3 separate regions of the Mus musculus genome follow, and all the other regions are linked to region 1. The links are chromatin contacts, called in public HiChIP or PLAC-seq and capture Hi-C maps. All regions are on one chromosome and are shown on one strand. Each heading gives the region's core, a stretch centred on a gene start, on an enhancer-like site or on the middle of the called end of the contact. The rest is flanking DNA. Distances are from core to core; before and after follow the strand shown.

Evidence for each region. HiChIP or PLAC-seq counts read pairs in DNA pulled down with a chosen protein or histone mark. Capture Hi-C pulls out chosen DNA fragments and counts their contacts.
Region 2: an H3K27ac HiChIP or PLAC-seq map of embryonic stem cells shows a contact between it and region 1, with 5 times the contacts expected there. The contact joins the enhancer-like site here to the promoter of Rnf32 in region 1. A contact is called at or near these places in 1 of 39 promoter capture datasets (hippocampal neurons), 2 of 115 datasets of contacts at active chromatin or transcription factors (embryonic stem cells and epiblast stem cells) and 1 of 9 other capture datasets (adipose tissue).
Region 3: a contact with region 1 is called in a capture Hi-C map of embryonic stem cells, with 6 times the contacts expected there. The contact joins the promoter of Paxip1 here to the promoter of Rnf32 in region 1. A contact is called at or near these places in 6 of 39 promoter capture datasets (the 3T3-L1 cell line, cranial neural crest, embryonic stem cells and 3 more), 3 of 484 Hi-C or Micro-C datasets (CD4 T cells, Th1 cells and rod photoreceptor), 6 of 115 datasets of contacts at active chromatin or transcription factors (T-cell acute lymphoblastic leukemia, differentiating embryonic stem cells, embryonic stem cells and 2 more) and 1 of 9 other capture datasets (embryonic stem cells).

Annotation. Positions count from the first base shown.
Region 1 is chr5:29,192,718-29,197,417 of GRCm38.p6, forward strand. It overlaps Rnf32 (ring finger protein 32), which reads left to right and starts at 3,276. Exons shown (of 10, transcript NM_001289757.1): 1 at 3,276-3,395; 2 at 3,863-3,928.
Region 2 is chr5:27,817,065-27,821,701 of GRCm38.p6, forward strand. It overlaps the pseudogene Gm20239. Among named protein-coding and RNA genes, the nearest start is that of Htr5a, 23 kb to the right of the region's middle. Within about 2 kb of position 2,062, at least 13 of the 459 cell types and tissues checked have an H3K27ac peak or open chromatin away from gene starts, as enhancers often do. A contact at or near this core is called in embryonic stem cells, where this site is marked.
Region 3 is chr5:27,788,790-27,793,582 of GRCm38.p6, forward strand. Paxip1 (PAX interacting (with transcription-activation domain) protein 1) reads right to left here and starts at 2,761. Exons shown (of 21, transcript NM_018878.3): 1 at 2,410-2,761. The coding sequence starts at 2,490.

The sequences.
Region 1 (4,700 bases), core at 2,026-4,525:
TCAGCACTTTCCACTAAAAGAAGAGTACATGAAGAAGTACCACATCACCAGGAACTAGGTAAATTCAAAACCATAATACAATCTCCTACCTTAAAGGACTTTTTAAAGGGGAAGCCAAGCATGGTAGCTCATATCAGAAAGATCATGAGTTCAAAGTAAGCTTAGGGTAATATTGCAAGCTTGTCTCAATGTCAAGACAAAAGCAGGAAACAAGTGTTAGGAGACGTATGGAAGCACTGACGCTTCAGACCTCGCTTGTGAGAACTAAATGTGGTGTGACTGCTGTGAAAACCAGTCACATATTCTGACCAGTGATTTCACTTACATAAAAGTGGTAAGAGATATAAATCTGAATGCTTATGGCAATACTCATGTCTGTGAACATCTGATCATAATCAATTGTGGTATAAGTGTATAGCAGCATTGTCAAGCTATGATATCAAAGGACCTGAAAAATGCCACATAAAAGAAGCCAAACACTTATGTATTGTATAGGTACATCTAAGTCTATGGACACAGAATATAAATTGGTGGCTGCTAGGGGCTAGGGTAGAGCAGACTGTAACATTGGTGTAGGGTTTATCTCCACTGTGCCCTACAGAAATGTCTTAAAACTTGAGGACACCACGACAGCACTGTGGACATATCAAATGCCACCGAGCTAGTCACTCTATGATGATCAGTGTTGTTCTACATGGATGTTACCTCAAAGAATTTCATTTAAAAATTGATGGAAAAGATTGGGCATGATGGTGCACACGTGAATTCCTTGTAATCAGGAAGGATACAGGAAGACTGATTTATCCTAGGACAGACTAGGCTATATAACAAGTTACAGACCACCCGGGGATACCAAAAAAACAAAACATTTTTTTAAACAAATGAAAAGCTCGGGAAGCTGCCACCAGAAGACCTGAACTTTTAAGAAATGTTCAGAGGAGTCATGCAGAGAAAAAGAAAATAATTTAGGGCAGAAACTCAGAACTAGTCTGTTTTTCCACTTTCCAGACTGACCCATTTGTTCAATGGAAAGGAGTGATTACTGGGTTACAAAAGTTAGGATAAAAAGAATGAGTGACAACATGTTATAACTCACATATTTTAAGAGATGGGTAAAAGGACCAGCAATCCTTTACCAGTACCTGCACTGGCCAGGATATAGGACTATGTTACTGGACTCAAAAGAAAATTTTAAAAAATATTTTGAAAATCAAACCACTAGTCTTCAAAATCGGAGGATGCAGCATATCTCCTGGCCAACCTATTTTAGATAGCAAAACATCATGAGTTAAATACTTGGATAAGGTGGGGAATTTTTAAATGGGATTTTTATTTTTTATAACTTTATAAAGTTGGAGAGAAATACCTCAAGACAGAATTAGTAGGCATTGTCCAAAGCAATTCACATACAGTATCATGTTTTAACTTCATCACAACCCTAAGTTGTGGTAACAGAATCCCTATTTTCATTGAATTTCTTTTTGCTCAAAGTAACAGAAAACTAGACCCACAATAGATGAAAAGACCAAGAGCTGGGCTAGCTCCAGGGCTCAAACTACATCACCCATCTTGGACTGTGTCCAAATCCCAGTTCTGCCATTTCCTGTATAATCTTCTAAGGTTCACCTGGTAGCTCCACACCTTCAGGCTCTTACCCTATGATGCTAATGGAGCAGATGCAGCTGCAGTTTCGTGTCTTTTCTTGTTCCCACATTCAGTAGGAAGAATTAAAGGAATTTTCCAGTGCTCCCCCCAATAAAAACTCACTTGAGTTCCTGTGACTAGCCCAGCTAGGCCAGCCCCCCAGCCCCCATCGTATAATATCATGATGGTTCATCATAGTATCAGAGTTTCCAACTAGTTTAGATTGGCCACATATTCAGTCACAGAATAATGACCAGGACTACTGTTGGGGTAATTAATAGATGTCCAATGACAGGATGCAACAAGGCCCCTTTGAAAATAAGAAGCCCATAACTCAGGACAATAAAGCAACTTGTTAAAATTCAGACATCCAAAGAGTTAAATGTAGGTTTAAACTCAGGTCTAGCTAATGGCATCCAAAAGCTTTACCCTCTTAGGCTTCAATAAAAACCAGTCTTAGGAGAGCACAAAGGTGGGCCTACTGCTCTCCTAAAAGCATCACTCACTGAAACAAAAGCTAAGATTATACTACTTCTTGAAAGCACCTGAACTAGCATGTGAAAATTCATAACTAACTCATTGTGAATTTGACTTTTAAAACAGTTGGCCTGCTATTAATCTGCTTCTACAAGCTTCAAGTAGTAAGAGCCAATCCAGAAAGTTCATTGCCAAGAAAAAAATCTGTAACTTTTAAGTGGAGTTTAAAATTATATTGTTCCAGAGACTTATCATGTGTACCAGATTTATAATGACTTTTGGGACTTCTTAGTGACAGAATACCAATCTTCCAGCTCGGTAACTTCTGTAGACTTTACTTTATGGAGGATCTCGCCTTCTTGTGTTTTCTTTGCACTTCCAGGTGAATTATGTACAATTAAAGTACAAAAAGGCATTCCAGGCAGGAGAAAAATCAATACAATATTTCTGCTTGGCACCAAGAAGTGAAAGACTTTTAAAGGACCCCAGGGAATCAAGCCTGGTTCAAAGGACAGCGCGGGGATGCAGACTTAAGAGGGGTAGGAGGCAATGTCTCAGAGTGCAGAAGGCCAGGAGCCGCAAGGACACCTCTCTCCACCCTCACCTTCAGAGAAGCCTTGAGACCCTAGATCTTGGAAGGAGCCACTAGAAGGGGCGAACGTGAAAAGGCCTGCATCCCGCAACACACAACAGGCCACACGATACCGGGAGCCAAGACACAATCGTGACAACAGTAGGAGGGCGGATGGCGACGCCACACAGCTCGCAAAACAGTCGAGGGGCCGTTATCAAGTCTTTCGACTGAGGGGACAGCAGAAAGCGCACTCCAAAGAGCCGCACGGGTCAGCGCATCCTCGGGACGCATCACGCAGCCTGGCTGGAGGGCAGCGGAAAGGACGCCATTCAAAAACCACACGTCCGAGGAAGAGACGGGAGAGCCCGTGCACGCCACTCCACGCGCCTAGGACGCGCGCCTCACGACGACGTAACCGCACCAGCGCCGGACGCTGACGATACGCGAGGGGCGGAGCCATGATGTAAGCGCGGGCGGAGCCAGCCGCTCGCAGCAGGTGAGATGAAGGGGGTTGGGGGATGTCTGGCCAGACTGCGGGGGGGGGGGGGGGGGGAGGAGGGGGGACCTGCGAGCATGCGCACTGAGAGCCAGGCGGAGCCGGCCGGCGGGCGTGCGCACCTAGAAGCGCAGAGGCCGCTGGTTGCCGTGGCAACGAGGAGCCGTTCAGAAAAGGTGCAGCTGAGGGACAGGAAAGGCCGTTGTGAGTTTGTCCCGCAGCGCTGTCTGAAGTATAAAGCTCTGGTGCAGAGAAGGGAGCGAGAGCCGAACGCGGGGTAGTGTTGGGGCGGGAGGTCCGGGTCGCTGTGGTCGGTCCGCGGATCCTGCCTGCGCTGCACAAGGCTGTGATATAACGAGGGACCTCACGGACCAGATTTCCAACGACTTCTCTTGTCTCTGGGGGCGTATTTTAAATTTATATGCCATCTCTCCAGTGCATTTCTATTGACGCGTTTATTAATTGCCTTCTGATCACTGAAAACAATTGGTGATTAAATGTCTTGTCGCCTAGTCCTGTGTTTTCCTACCTAGCACAGCCTCCTAACCGTGCGCAAGCTAATTACAAACAGGCAGTTTGCTGTTGTGGCTGTCAGTGCCAGGCAGAGGTTGTGTATTTCTCACCTGTTGCTAAACTAACGGGTCACCTCTTCTCTATGTTTTCTCATACAGTTGGACTACATCTGACACGTTTCGTTATCCTTTCAATTGTCAGTTTGCTAATACTATGGGACTATGGTAAGGCAATTTTTAACGCTCTTACCTTGATGTTAGTTACAACGGTACAATAAAAACCTGGTGAAATTGTAGACTAAGTAGCTACCTATGGTTACTGATGGTATGAATCTTGTTGAAAAAGTGAACTTTTTTATGATGCATATTTGGCGTTGCCAAATTACAGGCATTTTGAATTTGGAAAATAATAACAGTGACCCTTTAGTATTTTACATGCCTTCCTCCAGCCAAGGCCACGGTAAGGAATACTGCATACAAACTTCTCTCATAGATCTCCATGCCAGCACTGAGAAGTAAGGGGAACGTGAGCACATTGAAAACTGCCCTAGGCTTCTGAAGGGTCTGAACAGCTGCTGGTTCTTTGTCTTAAATCAGGTGTCTCACACATTAGTTCCTATGGGACTTACTTTCCTGTAATCTTTTCAAGTGTGTGTTGCAGTGCTGGGGTTAGAACCCAGGGCCCCATGTATGCATGAATGCCTAAGCTGCTCTGTGAGCACCTTTCTGAAAGTTAGCTCCTTGATACTATTCCCTTAGGTTGCTTTTTAAAAGGTGCTTTTTCTCTCCACTGTAGAATATTATGGACAGCCTGGTCCCAAAACTAGAAGGGTTAATACCCAGTCTGTCCCCTCATTTTTAAGGGAATTGGAGCAACAGTCACCATTTATGAGTATCTTATGCAGAACAGTCCCTTGGAAGCCCTTAAGGAGGTTTTCTCTTAATATAATAATCCTGCAATGTCAGCATTTTTGTGGTTTTTTTTTTTTTATAAATG
Region 2 (4,637 bases), core at 812-3,311, 1.4 Mb before region 1:
AGCTGTGAGGTCCTTCCAGGTACTTGGGAGTAGTTTGGGTCAAGTGTTCAGGCTGTATGTTTTTCTTTTAAAATGGAGACCTGTTTAAGACTGAGCAGGTTTGGCCTCACAAGGCAGGGTTGGTGATGTGTTTATTAAAAGATAGAGAGAAAGGGAGGTCTCAGTGGTCCCATGCCAAGGCATCCCCTCCCCCTGCCACATGATGGTATGGTATAATATAGAATAGAGTTTATTCAGGACATGGGGAGAGGAATTAAGAGAGTAGTACAAGCAGAGAAAGGTAGCGAGAAGGAGAGAGTAGAGAAGTAGAGGCAGGCCATAAGTGGAGAGAGGGGGGGAGGGAATGGAGAGAGAGGGAGCAAGAAGGCAATGGACGAAGAGAACAAGAAGAGATAACAAGAGAGAACAAGAGAGAGGAGAGGACATTCCTCATATGGAGGACAAGGAGGTCATGAACAAGGAGGGAGAGGTGGATGTGGTGGCTATGACCTTGGTGGCCAAGGGGGAGGAAGAGGAAATAAGCATCAAGGAGGCTGGACAGATGGAGGGGGTGGAAGTGGATGTGGTTACCAGGACGGTGGTTACCGAGATGTGGGCTTCCAGCCTGGTGGTTATCAAGGTAGCTATGGTGGTTTCCAAACATCTTCATATACAGGAAATGGATACCAGGGAGGTGGATCCAGCAGGACAATAGATTCCAAGACGGTGAGCACCATGGTGAATGAGGCAGTGGTTGTGGGGGAAGAGGTGGTCGAGGGGATCAGGGAGGATGCAGAAGCCAGGGAGGAGGCTGGGGAGGAAGCGGGAGCCAGACTTATCATAAAGGGGCCAGTTTGAACAGCACTTCCAACATGGAGGCTATCAGTATAGTCATTCTGGATTTGGACAAGGAAGACATTATACTAGTTGAGGCTACAGAAACTCATATTTTGCTAGAGCTCAAGTAATAGAAACTTAGTTTCAGAATCCTGAATCCAACATCTATTTGGAATGAATGTAAGACCACAGGTAGTAGGCATACTCCTGCTTAGGATAACCATTTGCTGGTTTTCATTCAATTCTTTCTCTCTTTATTACTAAACAGTTTTACATAACACTGTTTATTTAAGAAACATATCTCTTCTTTCTATGAAACAAATTTTAAACACAATTTAAGTTGCCTTTAGTTGACCAGTAGACTATTCCAGTTGGAACATACATGGTTTTTGAAGAAATTACTTGAATAAAATAGTTTTCACATTTTCAATATGCAAATTTTGAAAATGAGGATTTGCCTAGACTTTTTTAATATTTACTGCTGGGAAACTTTCCTCATATTAACAACCCATGTGTGTTTTTTGTAGACTATCTTCTGCTGTCTACTTTCCGAGCATAGCTCTGCCCTGATGGGCATTCAGAGAGATTTTGTCACCTTTCTTTTTGGTAGACCTGTTGGGTTGGTTCCTATTACATGAACTCTTTTGCAGATAGCACATTCAGTAGCCTTATCCTGTTGGTGGAATACTGTACCATATGCTCCTCCAAAATCCATGAACATGGCTAAAATCCATAAAAACAACAAAAGCAAACTAAGTTGTAAACTTAGTTTGTTAGTTAAGTGTAGGCACTTATCCATCCGAGACAAAAGTTCCTCCTTCACCCTTGTTTTTACTTGAAATTCGCTAGAAGAAATGGCGAGCAGATATCTGTTTCACGCACTAGTTAATGCTACAGGCTCAGCAGATACAAGTTAGCTTGCTTTAGGCAAGAGACCTTTCTTGTGATGGACATGCACTACGAAGTGAGATGGAGTCCTGCTCAGTGCAGGAGGCCCTTCATTATTGCTGCAGAAGACAAAAGCCTGGCTGAGTCACTCTCCACGTCTATATATATACATGTAAACACTGTCAATCTGTGGAAGAAAGTGGCTGGAAGTGTGTTTTGTCTGAGAGGTGAGCAATAAAACACCTGTACATTCTCAAAAAAAAAAAAAAAAAAAAGAGCTGTCTGTATTCTGCACCCAGGCATTAAAGGTATGTGGTAAGAGTGAGCCAACCACAACTAGAAACAGGTTTTTCAAGTAAACAACACCTTCTGCAACAGTGCTGTGTGGGGGTGACAGAGCTCTGTATGTCTATGGTCTGCATGTACCATGGGGCTGAGGACAAATCTGTTGGCATCTTTTCCCATAGTTTCCTTGGGCATGGTGGAACTCAAGTCTTTGTCTTCCTCCTCCAGTATTTAGCGGCCTAGAGTTGATTTAATTGGATTGGAACTGATTTCTGTGTAATTTGGTCATTAAACAGCTTTGCCCAGCAAGCCAGGCATCAAGGTAGGATAAACAAAGGACTGCTCTCTCCCTGATTGTAAAGGAATTTTAATCCAGCAACAAGGCTGCTCTGAAGGTCACATCCAAGGACCTTCTAGGTCTGAGTGATCCAATTGTCATGCAGACACACCCTTAGTACATACTTTGAATCCCTCTGGTTAGAATCCTTTAGCACACACTTTTTTTTTTCCATTTTTTATTAGGTATTTAGCTCATTTACATTTCCAATGCTATACCAAAAGTCCCCCATACCCACCCACCCCCACTCCCCTACCCACCCACTCCCCCTTTTTGGCCTTGGCGTTCCCCTGTACTGGGGCATATAAAGTTTGCGTGTCCAATGGGCCTCTCTTTCCAGTGATGGCCGACTATAGCACACACTTTTAATCCCAAACAATGACATCAAATTGAGAGGCAAAGAGGCCAATCAGAACTTTCTGATTTTTTTGACTGAATGTGTCAGAGATAGGACATACCCAACTCTCAGGAGAAACACTATTTAAGAGCAACACAAGGAGAGAGAGAGATCTGTTCAGTCTAGTTGAGTGGAGTTGTTCGTTTGGTGAGGGCATTGGTGGCAACTGAGCTCCTTTGTGTGATTCTGCAAACAGTTCACGCCAGAAAATAAGAAGGAGCCAGAAGATTAGAACATGTTGCCATGTTCTAATTTGAGGCCAAGGGAAGCAATCCCTTGAGAATTCTAGAGAGGCCAAATTGAGTCAGTCTTCCTGAGAGGACTTAGGTTGTACCAGCTGAGTTGACCCAGCCAGCCAGAGTTCAGAGAGAAGCAGAACTTATTCAAATGCAAGCCTCAGAGACAACAATTACATCTGGCAAATAAAAAATACATCTAGTATATCTGGCTTATATCTGGTGCCCCAAGTGTCTCGAAGAAAACCCCAGTGTGAATGGCTACAAATACCACCAACATTGCAAGAAGCAGAGGACAGGAGTCCTCTGACAGAAAGCCCCATATAAAATTCACCAGGGGTTGTCTGGAGAGAAACATTGTTTACTCAGGTTCTGCTGGGTGCCGGGAGACTCAGGAGACCTACCTCCCAGAACAAGGAACAAAGCAGGTGAATTACAGTAAAACAGCACAAAGGACAATTTTAACTGTATTGCAAGACTTTGCCTGCATTACACATGGAACACTCCATTTCAGATCCCTTAAAACAAAAGAGTTGACAGGATACAAATGATACTTGAGAAAGCCATCCTGGCACTTACTGCAACTGTGATCGACAGAGTAAACCCCTACCTACTTTCAATTGTGACCTTTATATATTTCCTTGAAAAAGAGGTTGGAAAGATAAGTATACAACAAGAAAAAAGTCTCAAAAGAGATTGAAAAACTAGTCATGCAATAACAAAAATAGCTGTACAACAAGAAAAAATAACTATGATAGTGCAAAGGCTTGAGAGACAAAAGACAGAGGAACAAAGAGAACAGGAAGTGCCTAATTGCGCACCTATGGGACCTAATAAAACTGAGAATCACGACAGACAGCTACCAAACCTACTGCACCGGCCCTTAAGGAAACTGAGGAAAGGAAACTAGCCCTACTAGCTTTCCTGGTTGCCTCAGAACAAATGCCCCAAAATGGTTTTCAACAGTAAGCAGAAACTTTGCTTCCAAATAATATGAAGCCGGCCTATGAAAACGTTCTGGCTTTTGTAGCTAGCTCTCTTCAACTTCCCAACTTTCTCCACTGTTGCCACTACCCAACTGCTAACTTCGGATACTGAGGCACAATTGTCAGGAACCTCTCTCTGACCATATGTATTCATCACACACAGGGGTTCAAAGATTTCAAGATACCCTAAAAATACCATACAAGCTGAAATTAAAAAAAAATGAACCAGGGTGAGCAGATTTGAAGCATATTGTGATAGGCAGCGGTAATATTGCAATTTCTCATGGTCTGAAAAAGTTCTTTAGTTGCTGCGGCATAGTGATTATAGTTGAATATTTTTGGAAGCTCGCCAACAGAAACATCACTGTGTTTGTTCCACAGTGGAGAACAAATCAGGATTCTAAAGTCACAGAACAGCACTTCTTAAGCCAGCTCCGGGAGCTTGCGATATTATCTTTAACTCCTGCCCGGGTGATCTCTGGGCAAAGAATTGCTTCTCATGAGGACAAGTTCCTGCTACACTTAGCAGACAAGACTGGGGGTATAATTGTAACAAATGATAACTTCAGAGAGTTTGTGACTGAGTCGGTGTCCTGGAGAGAAATTATTACAAAAAGACTGCTTCAGTACATGTTTGTGGGGGACGTATTTATGGTTCCTGATGACCTCTGGGAAGAAATATACCTCAGCTA
Region 3 (4,793 bases), core at 1,511-4,010, 1.4 Mb before region 1:
CCAACAGGACAATTAATAACAAAGTACTGTTCAAATAAGTTGTTAACTATAATGGAACATTTAATAAAAACATACCCTGTCCTTTTCCTGAGTGGAAAAGTCAATAAAATGCAGCAACCCTGATTCACAGTTGTCACAGAGATGGGGTGGCCAGTTAATAGCCATCTGCATACACCAGACAGACAGCATACACCAGCACCTGCTGAGTTCTATAGAGTACCTGTTCCAGGTATCCAACCCAAAGGCTGAGGACTGGTTCCACTATTGTTAGGAAGTTTCTAGAAGCAGAGACCCACCAGGAGAATCCTAACTTATAGATGTTCATCAAACAAAATATATATACCAAGGTAGGGCCTAGCGGGGGAACTCAGATCCAACCATGGTCAGCAAGTCCCAAAGTTAAGGCAGGCGACTAAAGTTTATGGGCTCTGTTATCCTACTTAACACTGGCCTGCAGCAAGTCATGGTCAGTGTAGTCTTTAGTGCTATGCATAGCAGTCTTTCCTTAAGTCAGGGAAGGATATCGCAAATGAAGATAGCACCACCAGATCTTACAGATGGACATCAACATGGGAGTACTTGTTAAGACACAACTGTGACCACTCTCACTACTGGAAGAGGCAGGTCACTAGAGAAATGTCAGCAGCAAACAGAATGGAATAGAATTAATCACACAGTAACTAGACAAGGTGTAAGCACAGCAGAAAAGCCGAAATGGAAATGCGGGCATCTCTCGGAGGGATTGACTGGAAGCAGAGAGAGGAAGAGGCACTGCTGGGTTTCAGTGTGGGCACACTACTTTTGGTCCTGTGTGATCTGGTGAGAGTCTCTCGGTCACATTGAGAGAGGAATGTGGCTCTCCAGAGATAACCTATTGCAGATGGGAGTCAAAGTTCTGAGAGTCAACGAGGCAGCCACCAGGCATCAGAGGAGAACAACTTGACAGTGGTGTGCAGGCCGGAGTCAAGGAAGAGCTGAAAGCAATGCAGTCTCGAATAGTCTGCAAGCACCATCTCAGAACTGGAGCAGCCGAGGAGGTCTGTACCCACTGCATGGAAAACCGACAGTCCCCAGCCACGAGCTGGCTTCCCTGGACCAAGTAACTTTACCTTCATACACAGACTTCATCCACCGGCTTTAGCCTCGCATCACTCAGAAACATGAACACAGCAAGCCCTCCCTGGCCTCGCCTTCTCAGGTCCCAGGGCTTTCTCTTCATGACAAATTTCCAGAAACAAGTCTGACTGCGCTGTCCATCTTTTCTCTGTATTCGCAAGGACACTCAAACCTCCTCAAACTGCGCATTACTAATTCCATCTCACAGGAGCCACACTGTAACTATGCCCAGTGACCGTCAGGACTCGGGCCAAGTATACACAAATGCCTTTAATGCCTAGCACACGCACTCCACACAAACAACTTCTTGGACTCAATATCCGTTTAACACTCAACACCTCCAGCACCTCCACCTGTTGTATTTGTAGGACTCAGTATTCAAGGGCACTCTTCTACGGCACTCCGTGTACCAGGCCCGATGCCCAGACTGTACTGGGGTGCTCACCACCTGTGAGCTTCCTCAATCTGTATTACAAAACTTAAAGAATGGGTGCCCTGGCTCTAAACCTTTTAAAGAAGGCACTATTTCAGAATACAAGGGCTTACAAGGGGGATTTTTTTAAAGCACTCAGATTTCACACATAGTTGGGCAAACAGCGCAGCTCAATGTGTTCTTGGTTTTAAGTGACATTTAGTCCAAGGCCCTTATAAGAGCAAAAGTCCTAAAACGAAGAACAAGAAAGGGTAAAAGAAGAAATGTGGTGGTAGTAGTGGGGTGATCGGTACTAGAAAAAGTCAGCTACAATCACTGATCACACAACCGAAGACCCAACGGACTTTGGTTACTAGGATACAAGTATGAGTCTCTGGAAAGCCAAGCTCAGTGGCTCTTGGACAATTCCTTCCTTAGGACCCGTTTAGCTTACATTACCAGACACCGAAGGCGACACAACTGTAAGCATAGTTTAGAAAAGAAATGTTTGGGGCACTGTCCTGAAGATACCACGATCACAGCCACTGTCCTGTGGATGGATTCAGACCCACGATCACACGCACGAATCACGGTGACCGTGTAAGCAAGGGTACCTTCCATACCTACCGTACAATCCACCCTAAGGGAAAAATCAGGGGCCGGGAGGACAGGCCCCTTGGCAAGGGACACGCTCAGCAGGGCCCCGGCAAGATGCTCGGCCGGCCGCTGCGCTAGGTCGGTGCTCGCGAGGCCCTTCCCGCGGCCCTTCGCTGCCCGGCGTGCCCCGCGGCTCCGGCCTGGGGTCCTGCAGGGCGCGCGCGCGACGAGGCGGGGGCGTGCGGGGGGAATGGCCCGGCAGAGGGGCCCCGCGCGGGCGGTACCTGCGGGTCGATGTCGCCCACCGCGTAGTACTTGACCTCGCGGAATAGCTCCTCTGGAACTTCGGGCGCCGGCTCCGACATGATCGCGGCGGCGCGGCGGCGCCCGGCCCCGCGTCACCCGGCCCGCCGCGCCCAGCGTCGTAGCTCTGCCTACTGCCCGGCGGCACAGCCCGGCCCGCAGCCGCAGCTGCACTCGGACCCGCGCCCCCGCCCGTCCGAGGCCCGGAGCGCGGGAGCCGTGCGCGCCCTGAGGCACGTACCACCACACCAGCTCGGCAGGGGAGTATGTGGGACCCTCCCGCCTTGCGCGCCGCACAGCGCTCCTTACACCACCGCTTCGGGCATCAGTGCTGATGGTCTACAATAGTTCGTACGGCACATGGCAGCCTTGTCCCGGCCGAGTTTTCACGACCGAGAACCGAGGACACAGAGAGACTATTTCCCTCACATGGCCGCAGTGGACTAGCCAGGGGGCGGGTCCTGGGCGGGACTCCCGTCACCCCGTGCGGCCACCTGACAGCGCATGCGCCAAGGAGGCGGAGCCTCGGCACGGAAGGGGACCTGAACAATCCAGCGTTCGCTCTTCAGCTGTCGCCAGCGCTGCTGTTGGACAGCACGCGATCCGGCCCAGAGTCAGGCAGACCCTGGCTAATGGTTACTTTCCTTCGTCTGCCCCTTCCGCATCTACTGAGGTAGTTGGCGGGGAACTGATCTTCGATGAGGCAGGTTAAGAGCAAAGTAGGAGCCGGCGACATAGCTCAGCAGGCAGACATCTGCCGCCAATCTGAGTTCGATCCCTGGGACACACGTGATGGCAAGCAAGAACCGGCTCCAGCAAGTTGTTCTCTGGCCTCCACAAGCACACTGTTGCGCACACACGTACACACATTACACACACACTCTCTAAATAAATGTACATTTTTCTACGTGTATTGGAGTTTTCCCTGCATGTATGTATCTGCACCCTGTGAGTGTCTGGTGCCCACAACAGTCAGAAGGTGGCTTCAGGATCCCCTGGAACTGAAGTTACACGACACGTGGGTGTTGGGAACCAAATTTGGAGATGCTGCAAGAGAACCAAGTGTTCTGAACTGCTGAGCCGTCCAACCCTCGGTCAACATAGTTTTTAAAGGTAAACAGCAAAATCTATAAAAATTATCTTAGCAGATAATTATATTAAATATGGATGTGTAAAGTTACAGGAAACAATGACAAGCTGAAACTGCTGTGGGGCGCTCGCAGAATGACAAGTCCCGCAACTCGTGATACTGCTCTTTAATCAAGTTTTGTGTTTTCTGTGACCTTCATGCAGATAGAGTGTTGTTCTTTTTTTTTTTTAAGATGTATTTATTATTATAATATGTACGTACACTGTAGACACATCAGAAGAGGGCATCAGATCTCATTACTGATGGTTGTGAGCCACCTTGTACCTTGTGGTTTCTGGGATTTGAACTCGGCCTTTGGAAGAGCAGTCAGTGCTCTTAACCGCTGAGCCATCTCCCCAGCGCCCCCCCCTCCCCCCCGGGTGTTGATGTTCTTATAGTCTCAAACGAACTCAGAGCAGAGCCATTTTGTTTTACAGCGATCAGAAAATAAGCACCCTGTTTAAGTTGGATAAACTGAGTTCAGTTAGGTTAAAAACAAATGGCTTGGCAATTAGGATCATTTACTGCTCTAGCAAAGGACCCAGATTTGATTCCTGACATCCACACGGATGTTCACAGCCACCTATAACTTCAGTTCCAGGAGCTCCAATACCCTTCTGGTGTCTGAGACTATTACAAGCACTGGGTACTACAAGCACAGGCAAAAAGTGAATGTGAAACTAGAAAACACAGTAATGGGAGTACAGTCCCCTCTGCCATGAGAAACCAAAGGAGATGATTGAGATAGTATTTTCTTATGGCGCTTTGGAAGTCAGTAGAGTGTGTGTGCATGTGTGTTTCTATGTATGAATGATGTATGTGTATGAGAACTTCCAGCTGTCTGCACCTCCAGTTACAAGAGTTCTGAAGCCCTACACATACAAATTATGCAGGCAAACGAACTAAAAAATCTTTAATAAACTAAAAATACATTTGGATAAGTATACAGTGTTTTCATTTAGTTGTTCTGTTTAGGTGACTACACACCCAGTAAAGTTAGGTATTTTTTTAAAAAGATTTATTTATTTTATGTATATGATTACACCACCATTGCTTTCTTCAGACACACCAGAAGAGGGCATCAGACTCCCTTAGAAATAGTTGTGAGGCACCATGTGGTTGCTGGGAATTGAACTCAGGGCCTATGGAAGAGCAGTCGGTGCTCTTAACCACTGAGCCACCTCTCCAGCCCAAGTTAGGTATTACTAAGTTCAATTTAAATGTATAGGCTGCAGC